Regions from separate parts of the Sus scrofa genome. Here region 2 is linked to region 1. A link is a contact called in public Hi-C data. All regions are on one chromosome and are shown on one strand. The core of a region is the stretch at or near the end of the contact, and the rest is flanking DNA. Distances in the headings are between cores, read along the strand shown. Region 1 holds the start of CTNNA1 (catenin alpha-1). Region 2 overlaps CTNNA1 (catenin alpha-1).

The links. Hi-C and Micro-C count contacts between places; a contact is called where the count stands out from the background.
Region 2: a contact with region 1 is called in a Hi-C map of liver, with 4 times the contacts expected there. The contact joins the enhancer-like site here to the promoter of CTNNA1 in region 1. A contact is called at or near these places in 1 of 5 promoter capture datasets (liver) and 6 of 47 Hi-C or Micro-C datasets (fetal heart ventricle, liver and skeletal muscle).

The regions. Positions count from the first base shown.
Region 1 is chr2:140,680,327-140,684,472 of Sscrofa11.1, reverse strand. CTNNA1 (catenin alpha-1) reads right to left here and starts at 1,697. Exons shown (of 18, transcript XM_003123988.6): 1 at 1,553-1,697.
Region 2 is chr2:140,747,683-140,751,828 of Sscrofa11.1, reverse strand. All of the region lies in intron 5 of CTNNA1 (catenin alpha-1), which reads right to left. Among named protein-coding and RNA genes, the nearest start is that of LRRTM2, 60 kb to the left of the region's middle. Within about 2 kb of position 2,393, at least 12 of the 83 cell types and tissues checked have an H3K27ac peak or open chromatin away from gene starts, as enhancers often do. A contact at or near this core is called in liver, where this site is marked.

The sequences.
Region 1 (4,146 bases), core at 448-2,947:
CTTCCCGACAAAACCCCACTGCTGCTCTAACCAGTTCAAATGCCCGTCCCCTCCTGGAAGCCCTCTGGTCTTATCCAAACAAAACTTACTAGATCCCCCTGCACAATTCCACGAGTTTCTCTTATCATTATTATTACGTAAGGTGTGACCCACGCACAAGTTTTTGGTCATTACTGTTGTGGTTCATATCGCCATCGGCCTTGCACTACACCCAAGCTGTGTGTCCCTTCCCTATTACACGGTGGGTTCTTGGGGCAGAGACTATTTCTTAATCAACTGTGGGCCCTTAAGAAAGTGGATAAAAATGATTTTTGTAATTTGATAAAAGTCAGAAAGAGTAAATCACTGGACAAAAGCTATGGATTAAAGTACCACATCCTCACTAAGGTGATTTACAAATCCACACTTTCCTAAAGTGACACACACCTATACAATCTTCAAAAATCACTGCTAAACATACGATCCTCCCATGGAAATGCCTATCCTGTTGCAACAATACAGTGATGTAATCACTTCCTTCAACACACATAAGAAACGCCTTAATAATCTAGAGAGTGAACATACCTTACTCTTTTCTAGATTATTGTAAATTCTGTACAAAGCAAACACCAAAAAATGTTGCAAAGACGCAGAGGGACATAATAGGGTTTCAGTCCTGGATTGGAGCCAACTGCCGCCTGCATTATTGGGAAGCCATTCCTGCCACACCAAGGTTAGTAGGCATTCAGACAACATTTTTTCCAACAAGTGTTTCTCCCTCTCTCTCTCTCCCTTTCTCTCTCTCTCTCCCTCTCCCACACAAACACACCCCTTTAGAAATCAACAAAAAAAAGATTCCAACGTCCCTCGTGCAAACCAGAACTAATTAGAGTTCAGGGCGTCCAATTACACAGCACAGAAGTCCGAGGAATTTCACAACAAAGGTTCACATGTACACGCCAAAAGTCCACACGGGTGTGGCGCCCCTTCCCAGCCAGACTGTGTCCGAGAAAGGGACACGCAAACTCGCACATGCGCTCGGGCCGGGAACGCGAGGGTGCGGGCCCAGCAGCCGCCCCGTCCACCTGACCGGCAAGTTTCGGTGGCGGGGGGAGGGGTGCGATGCCAGAAACCACAGACCTCACTCGCTTCCCCGGAAAACGCAACGCCGCCGCCCGCCCGCCCGCGGAACCACGCACGGACTCTTGCCCTCGAGGAAGGCGGCCGAGCGGGCTCAGCGCGGGCCTGGCGCGCGCACCGAGGCTACTCGAACAAAGTTTCCAAGCCCGGAGAAACTTTCCCGAGAGCAGGCGCCGCGGCGGCGCGGGGCCTGCCGCTCGCGCTGCTCCGGCCGCCGCGGGCCCTCAACTTCCCGAGCGCCAGTAAGCGCCGGCCCCGCCCGCTCCACCAGGGCCCAGGCCCGGGGCCCCGCGGCGAGAGCGGGCCGGAGGCCGCAGCGGCGCCCACCCGGAGCCCGAGGCCAGGCGGGGTCGCAAAGGGGACCGCCCGGGCCGCCCGCCCGAGGAGCCCCCTGCCCAGCGAGGGGCGCCCACACCCGCGCGAAGGCAATTACCTGCGGCGAGCGAGGCGAGGCAGGAAGATTCCCGAGGCCCGAAGCCAACGGCCGCCGCTTTGTCTGCCCCTGTCCGGCTCCAGGGAGGAAATGGGCCGCCCGGCGCCCCCGCCCCGCGTCCCGGGCCCCGCCCGCCCTTCCCGGCACCTCCCTCCGGCGCGCTCTTCCCGGCGCCTCCCGCTGCCACCCCGCTGGCCAGGGTGGCCCCTGACCCGGAGCGCCTGGTCCGCCAGGCCCGGACCCCCCAGAGGCCCTCTTGCTCTCTGCCCCTGACCCTCGAGGTTCTTCTTGCCAAGCCCCTAGTGGGCACTCTGGCCGGGAGAGACCCCCACCCCCGAGCGGAGGGAGGAGCGCGGGTGCCTGGAACAGCCCGCCAGCTGGGGAGGGCAGGTGAGTCAGCGCGCGGCGCACAGGTGAGTCTCCGGGCACCGCCCGCTCTGGCCCCACCTCCCGCTGATGCCCCTGGGACCCGGCGGCCCGGCGGCGCAGACTTCCGAGTGCCACAGGTGTTCCCGGGGCACAGGCTTCCAGAAAAGAGCTCCAGGCCCATTCCCTGGCTTTACGGAAGGAAAAACTGAAGCCTCACACCTTGAGGCAGAGTGCAACTCGAATCCAATTCCAGGGACCTCATAATGTGCGATGGGAAAGCCTCCTAGCAATCACCCAACTCAGCCGGTCGCTTGACAGATGGGTAAACCCAACAGCCTTCCTGATGGAGAACAAGAGGCTTGTGACAGGAGCATCACCTCCTGAGATTGTCCCCCTCCCCACACACGCACATTTGAAGGACCTGGCTTCTATCCCTATCCCTCTGGCCATTTAGGGAATTTCATTCCCACTCTTCCTTCCTTATCTTTCTACTGAACGCTCCCCCCAAAAACCACAAAACAAAACCAAAAATACTACACTCTCAGTCTGGTATGACTTCCTTCTCCATCATGGGATGACGAACGAGTTGATTTCTGCACTGGTCTATTAAGTCCAAAATTATGCATGACAGCAGTATCCACTGTTCGTTTTGGGCTGAGCTCTGAACAGGGTGCTAGGGAGACCTGCCCTCAGCATGTTTACCTTTTTCTACTCAAATCTCCCTTTCCCAGGAAATGCAAACTCCTGGAGGGCAGCAGCTGTATCTCCTACAGCACCCAGCACAAGGCTCATCCCCTAGGCGGGGCCCAGTTACTCTCTGTAGGTGCAAGTGCCCACTGTAACCTTAATGAGGCCATTCTTGTCCAGCCACAGTCCATGCTGTTTCCATCTTCAGAGCTTTTGCTCCTGTGGTCTCCCCTACATGGAGTGGCTGTGGCTTCCTCCAGCTACACTTAGCTACCTTAGAACATAGTATTCAATCAATAAATACTTGTTTGAACTAACAAAAGACATAGTTAAAGGATTATGCTCCATAATTTTGTATACTCATCTCTTCACTCAAGTACCAGCTACTCAATTTATGATGCCCCTTGTTGAAAAATTACTAACAGGTTTTCAGTTTTTTGTTTTTTTTTTTTTTTTTTTCATTTGATGCCCACACTCACAGCTTGTCAAATCTCCCAGGCCAAGAATGCAGCCTGAGTCACAGCTGTGACCTATACCGAAGCTGTGGCAACACAGGATCCTTGAACACACTGCACCTCTGCAGTGACCCAAGCTGCTGCAGTTGAATTCTGAACCCACTGTGCCACAATGGGAACTCCAAAAATTGCTAACAATTTTAAGATAGCAGCAATGGAATATTAAACCAAGCAGGCCCCTGAACCCCACCCCCAGAGACGAAGTGATTATGGCTCCATAGTCTCCAGCTCCAGAGTCTCTAGAGCCCTGCCTGGCGAAAAACAAAGGGCGATCAGACCCCAGAGAACCTGTCAAACTCTCTGGCCCCAGGGCCTGCCAACCTGGCTGGAAATGTTTGTCAGAGGCTGAAGGCACACCTGTGTCCCCTCCCTGAGGTGCGGCAGTCAGGACACGAGGGCAGAGGCGTCCTAAATGGGATTTGTGCCCTGACAAAGGCAGCCGCAGAGATAGCCCTTGCCCCTTCTGCTGTGTAAGGACACAGCAAGAAGGCCTGACCATGAGCCAGGAAGAGAGCTCTTACCAGAGTAGGATGAGGCAGGGGCCTGGATCTTGGACTTTCCAGCCTCCAGAACTGTGAGAAAGAAATTTCTGGTTGTCACAAGCTCCTCATTCTGTGGTGGTTTTGTACTCAGGCTTTGGGAGCCCGAACAGACCCTCAACAGGCCCTAAAGATGAAAGTGGGGATTTGTTTGAGGAAAGGAAGGATCAGGGGACAAAAAAAGTGTGATGATGGTAGTTCCTGTTGTGGCTCAGCAGTTAACAAACCTGACTAGCATCCATGAGGAAGTGGGTTCAGTCCCTGGCCTCATTCAGTGGGTTAAGGATCTGGCATTGCTTTGAGCTGTGGTGTAATTTGCAGATGTAGCTCGGATCCCGAGTTGCTATGGTTGTGGTGTAGGAATCTATGGCTCTGATTCAATCCCTAACCTGGGAATCTCCATATGCCGTGGGTACGGCCTTAAAAAGACAAAAAGACCAAAAAAAAAAGTATATGAAAAGGCAAAACTACGGAAACAGTAAAA
Region 2 (4,146 bases), core at 1,144-3,643, 67 kb before region 1:
GGTGCGATAAACTATCTTTCCAAAGACGACATCAGGTTCAAAACTCAAAAACAGGACCCCAGGGATTTAAAGAATTGAGGATCACCTCAAGACACAAGCTGTGACAAAGGGGTAGGGCTCATCATTACGCCTAAGCAGCTGGTGCATGTGTTCTGTGAGGCATTTTCTAAATGTCTTGCCCTCCCCACAATGTAGCTTTGATAGATTTCTTTTTACAAGTACAGGGGATGTATTTTAATCTATGATGAAAATGACAGCTAAATATCATTTGTCCTAACTGCTAAAGTGTTCTATATTCTCTCTTTAGAATTATTTTTGCCATAGCACAAAGAAATTAGATTTTGTTAAGACACAAAAATAGACACTATCACAGGGCAGCACTATTTACTGTAATAAGAATAATGATTATAAGAATTCTTTTTAAGATAGATAGTAACCCAGATTAGTGAAAAAAAAAAGTAAGCTATTACATAATGCAATAGATTACTTAGGAAATCAGAATCCCTTGATCTACTGTATTAGCACTCAGGACTCCCCAACTTGACCAATCCAGTTACGTTTCATATATACAAACAGAAAACACAAAGTGGAAGTGACAGTTTTCAAAGTAATCTGAACCAACCATCACATGCAGTGACCAAGAAGCAGAAGCTAAGTTCTAAGCAATCCACAATACTTTCTAACTGAGACCTGGAAATTCAAGTGGAAGTTTCCCCTCACCACCCTCTTAACAACATAAACTTGCAGCCATACTTTTGATCAGATGTCTTCTCTTAGAGTCAAAGGACCCTACTTAAAGAAATGGTCCTGGTCAAACCCAGCCAGTCCAGATGATTTACACATAGAACGCGGGCGGTAGTATCAATTGCCAATTTGATTGTTCAGGTTTTTAGAAAAATCATCATGACAGAAAGTCAGAGTTCGCAGACGAGGTACGAAACACTATGTTTTTACCAAACCTATCTCAACTAGTTATGTACCTGAGTGCATGGAGTGTAAATATCCAAGCAGCCCATCTTTAGCATGCGGGTGGGGGCAGAGCAGACAGTGCAAGGCAGAAGCAGTCCTCCCTACAGGAAGCAGGGTCAAGGCCAGCAGATCCTGACCTCTGCTGTCCATTTGCACCCTCACAGTCAAAGAAGAGCCTGCAGCCTAATGAAAAGTCAAAACTTCTCGTCAGCAAGTAATATTCTAGCCCAAGAACATAACCGATTAGGGCCAGAGAATCCATTCCAGGATGGACCTGCAGTGCAGCCAAATGGCTTATTCTCTCATTAGTTAAACAAATACTTACTGAACACTACTAGGCAATGTTCTAGGCATTATACTAACAATTTAAACAAAATCCCTGCCCTTGGAGCCAGGCAGCCTGGGTTCAAAACCTGGCTCCACCACTTACTAGATTAACACCCAGGCCAAATTACTTAACTTCTCTGTTCCAGTTCCTTCATTTATAAAAATTAGTATCTCATCAATTATAGGATCTACCTTACGCTATTTTTCATGAAGATCAAACAAATGTGTATTTATAAAGGGCTTATAACAGTGTTTAGTGTAAGTAAACACTTTTTTAAGGTTATTCATTATTATTTTCACCAATATCCTCACCACCACATCCTGTGCCAGACAAACCTCAAGGACAAACAGGTAAATTTCAGAGCACCTACAGACTTCTAAAGTTCAGCATTTCCTCATTGGGTGGCTGCTGCTTAAATGATACAAGAGAAATGAAGGCAAGCAGTTCACACATAATATCCCAGTAGTGCTCTTGAGGAAATACCTTTTCTGGACTAGGACTGCCTGAAAAGATAAAAGGCTGGATAAGGAGGTAAATTATTACCTACCACACCTGGGGAAAGAAGACAAGGTCAAAGGGGAGTGAAAACAGTCCAGGGTACTAAATACCCAGCAAGAGAGGAATTCTGCCAGAAAACACAAAGTGTGGAAAGCTGTGATCGGTAACTGAAGACCGCCAGTGGGCAGTATCCAAAAGGGAGAATGACGTTTCCACCAGGCTGGTACTTCAGGATGAAATGAGTAGCACTTTAATTCCCAAGAAAAGCGCTAGTTTATGTAAATATATACCAAGGCCCAGGACCTATAAAGGTCATTTTATGATCAGGAGGCACACAGCAGCCTAGAGCCAACCTACGCAACAAATTCTACTATAGGAGGCTAAGGCTAAAGGTTAAAGAATTAGGCCCGAGGAAACCTATAAATGATCGTGACATACTACAGCCCAAGACAAACTTTAAAATGGGAACATGGAGAAGGTGCTAGCAGCAAACAGACAGTAAAATCAAATGGAGTAATTCAAAGATGGTTCAGGGACTATGCTATAAAAGCTATGGGCAAAGTACAGGAATGCCATGAGCTGTTAGGGCACTTAGGCCCGAAAAGACACAAGGAGGCAGCAGTTAGCAGAGCCCAGGGACAAGGTGTAGGGAGGAAACCACCCAAGAGAGGCTATGACTTCCAGCCACCTAGGACAACCACCAGGAAGGGAGCCAGGGAAATGAACCCCTAGCCTCCTTCTGTCTCCGCTGATCTCCTACGGGTGCTCACCCTGCCCAACCTAACCAGAAGCCAGAAGGCAAAGAGGCCTGTGGCTGCAGTCTCGACAGGTCACGTTCCTGGGGCAGAGAGCAGGGTGGCCAAGGGCAGAAAACAGATACAGAGGAGCCAAGAGAAGACCAGCTTCATGTCAACTAAGAACTTCAAGATTCTTATGACGTCTTATTTTGAAAGTATTTGAAATTCACTTAAAAAAAAAAATCTAGGATTCTGATTCAGGAAACTCTTCGTGGATTCATTGTACACAGAATTAAAACCCAGGCAGCATTACTTTCCAGTCAGCTTCCCAGTAGTATATAAAATTCTGCATTATGATTGTATTTTATGTCAAGAACATCATCAATTTACTTATTCTACTATTTCACAAGGATATGCACTAGTATCGGTCTAAATGTTCTCACTCCTCTTAAATAACAGTGTCTTCATAAATCAAGGTTAGACTAGATTTTATGACAGTAAGACTATTCACCAAGCTTTACTTTTTAAATAAAACTAACATTTATTTCACATATTCAAATGAGAATTTGTATCAAGAATGTTAAGAAAAATAAGTTGTGAACATAATTTGGCCAGCTTGCTATTGTATTTATAGAATTACCATATTATCATACAGCAAGTTCTTAGAATCAACTGGCTCCAGCAAAATGAAAAACAAACAAACAGGAGTTCCCGTCATAGCTCAGCGGTTAACAAACCTGACTAGGACCCAAGAGCATGCGGGTTCGATCCGTGGCCTCAATCAGTGGGTTATGGATCCGGCGTTGCCATGAACTGTGGGGTAGGTCCCAGACGAGGCTCGGATCCCACATTGCTGTGGCTGTGGCACAGGCTGACAGCTACAGTTCCAATCGGACCCCTGGCCTGGGAACCTCCATGTGCCGTGGGCGCGGCCCTAAACGACAAAAAGACCAAACAAACAAACAAACCACCAAACTACTTGTGATTTATTTGATGGAGACATAAGCCAACACAAGGACAAATGATAAAAGCACAATGAGCTTTCACTAACTAAATTACTTAGCAATCAATACAACAAATCTAGCTCTATTATCACGTTTAGCAGTGAGTGCTGGAAATATAAAACCAGGATACCACATGCGCAGATTCAGTCTGACCACATTTTATAGCTTTAAATATGAGCAATAACTACTATTCACCAAGTGCCCACTGCTGAGGGCCTACTGAGTGTCTGGCACGACATTAACTACTTCACACACATGGTCCGATTTAATCCTCTCAACCCTATTGGGATATTATTTTACATTTCTGTAACTATAACCAAATGAAAGCTGAAAGCTGAGGCCGTCATATATTGGACGCTTAGAGTTCTGACCCTCCGTCTCTCGCTGCCTGCAAGAGCTCTTGTTGGGGGTGGCTGTTCTCACGAAGGTCGCTGCTGTCACAGACCAGGAGGCAGATCTTCACTCCTCTGAGTCAGACACAGTTAACTGTCTTCCTCTCACCAATGACTGTAAGGACTGGGCGTGTTACACAAGGCAAATTCAGGGCAAATGTGTGAGAGGCTTCTGGATCGTTTGCTTATAAAGATCGTTTGCTTATAAAACCTTCTTT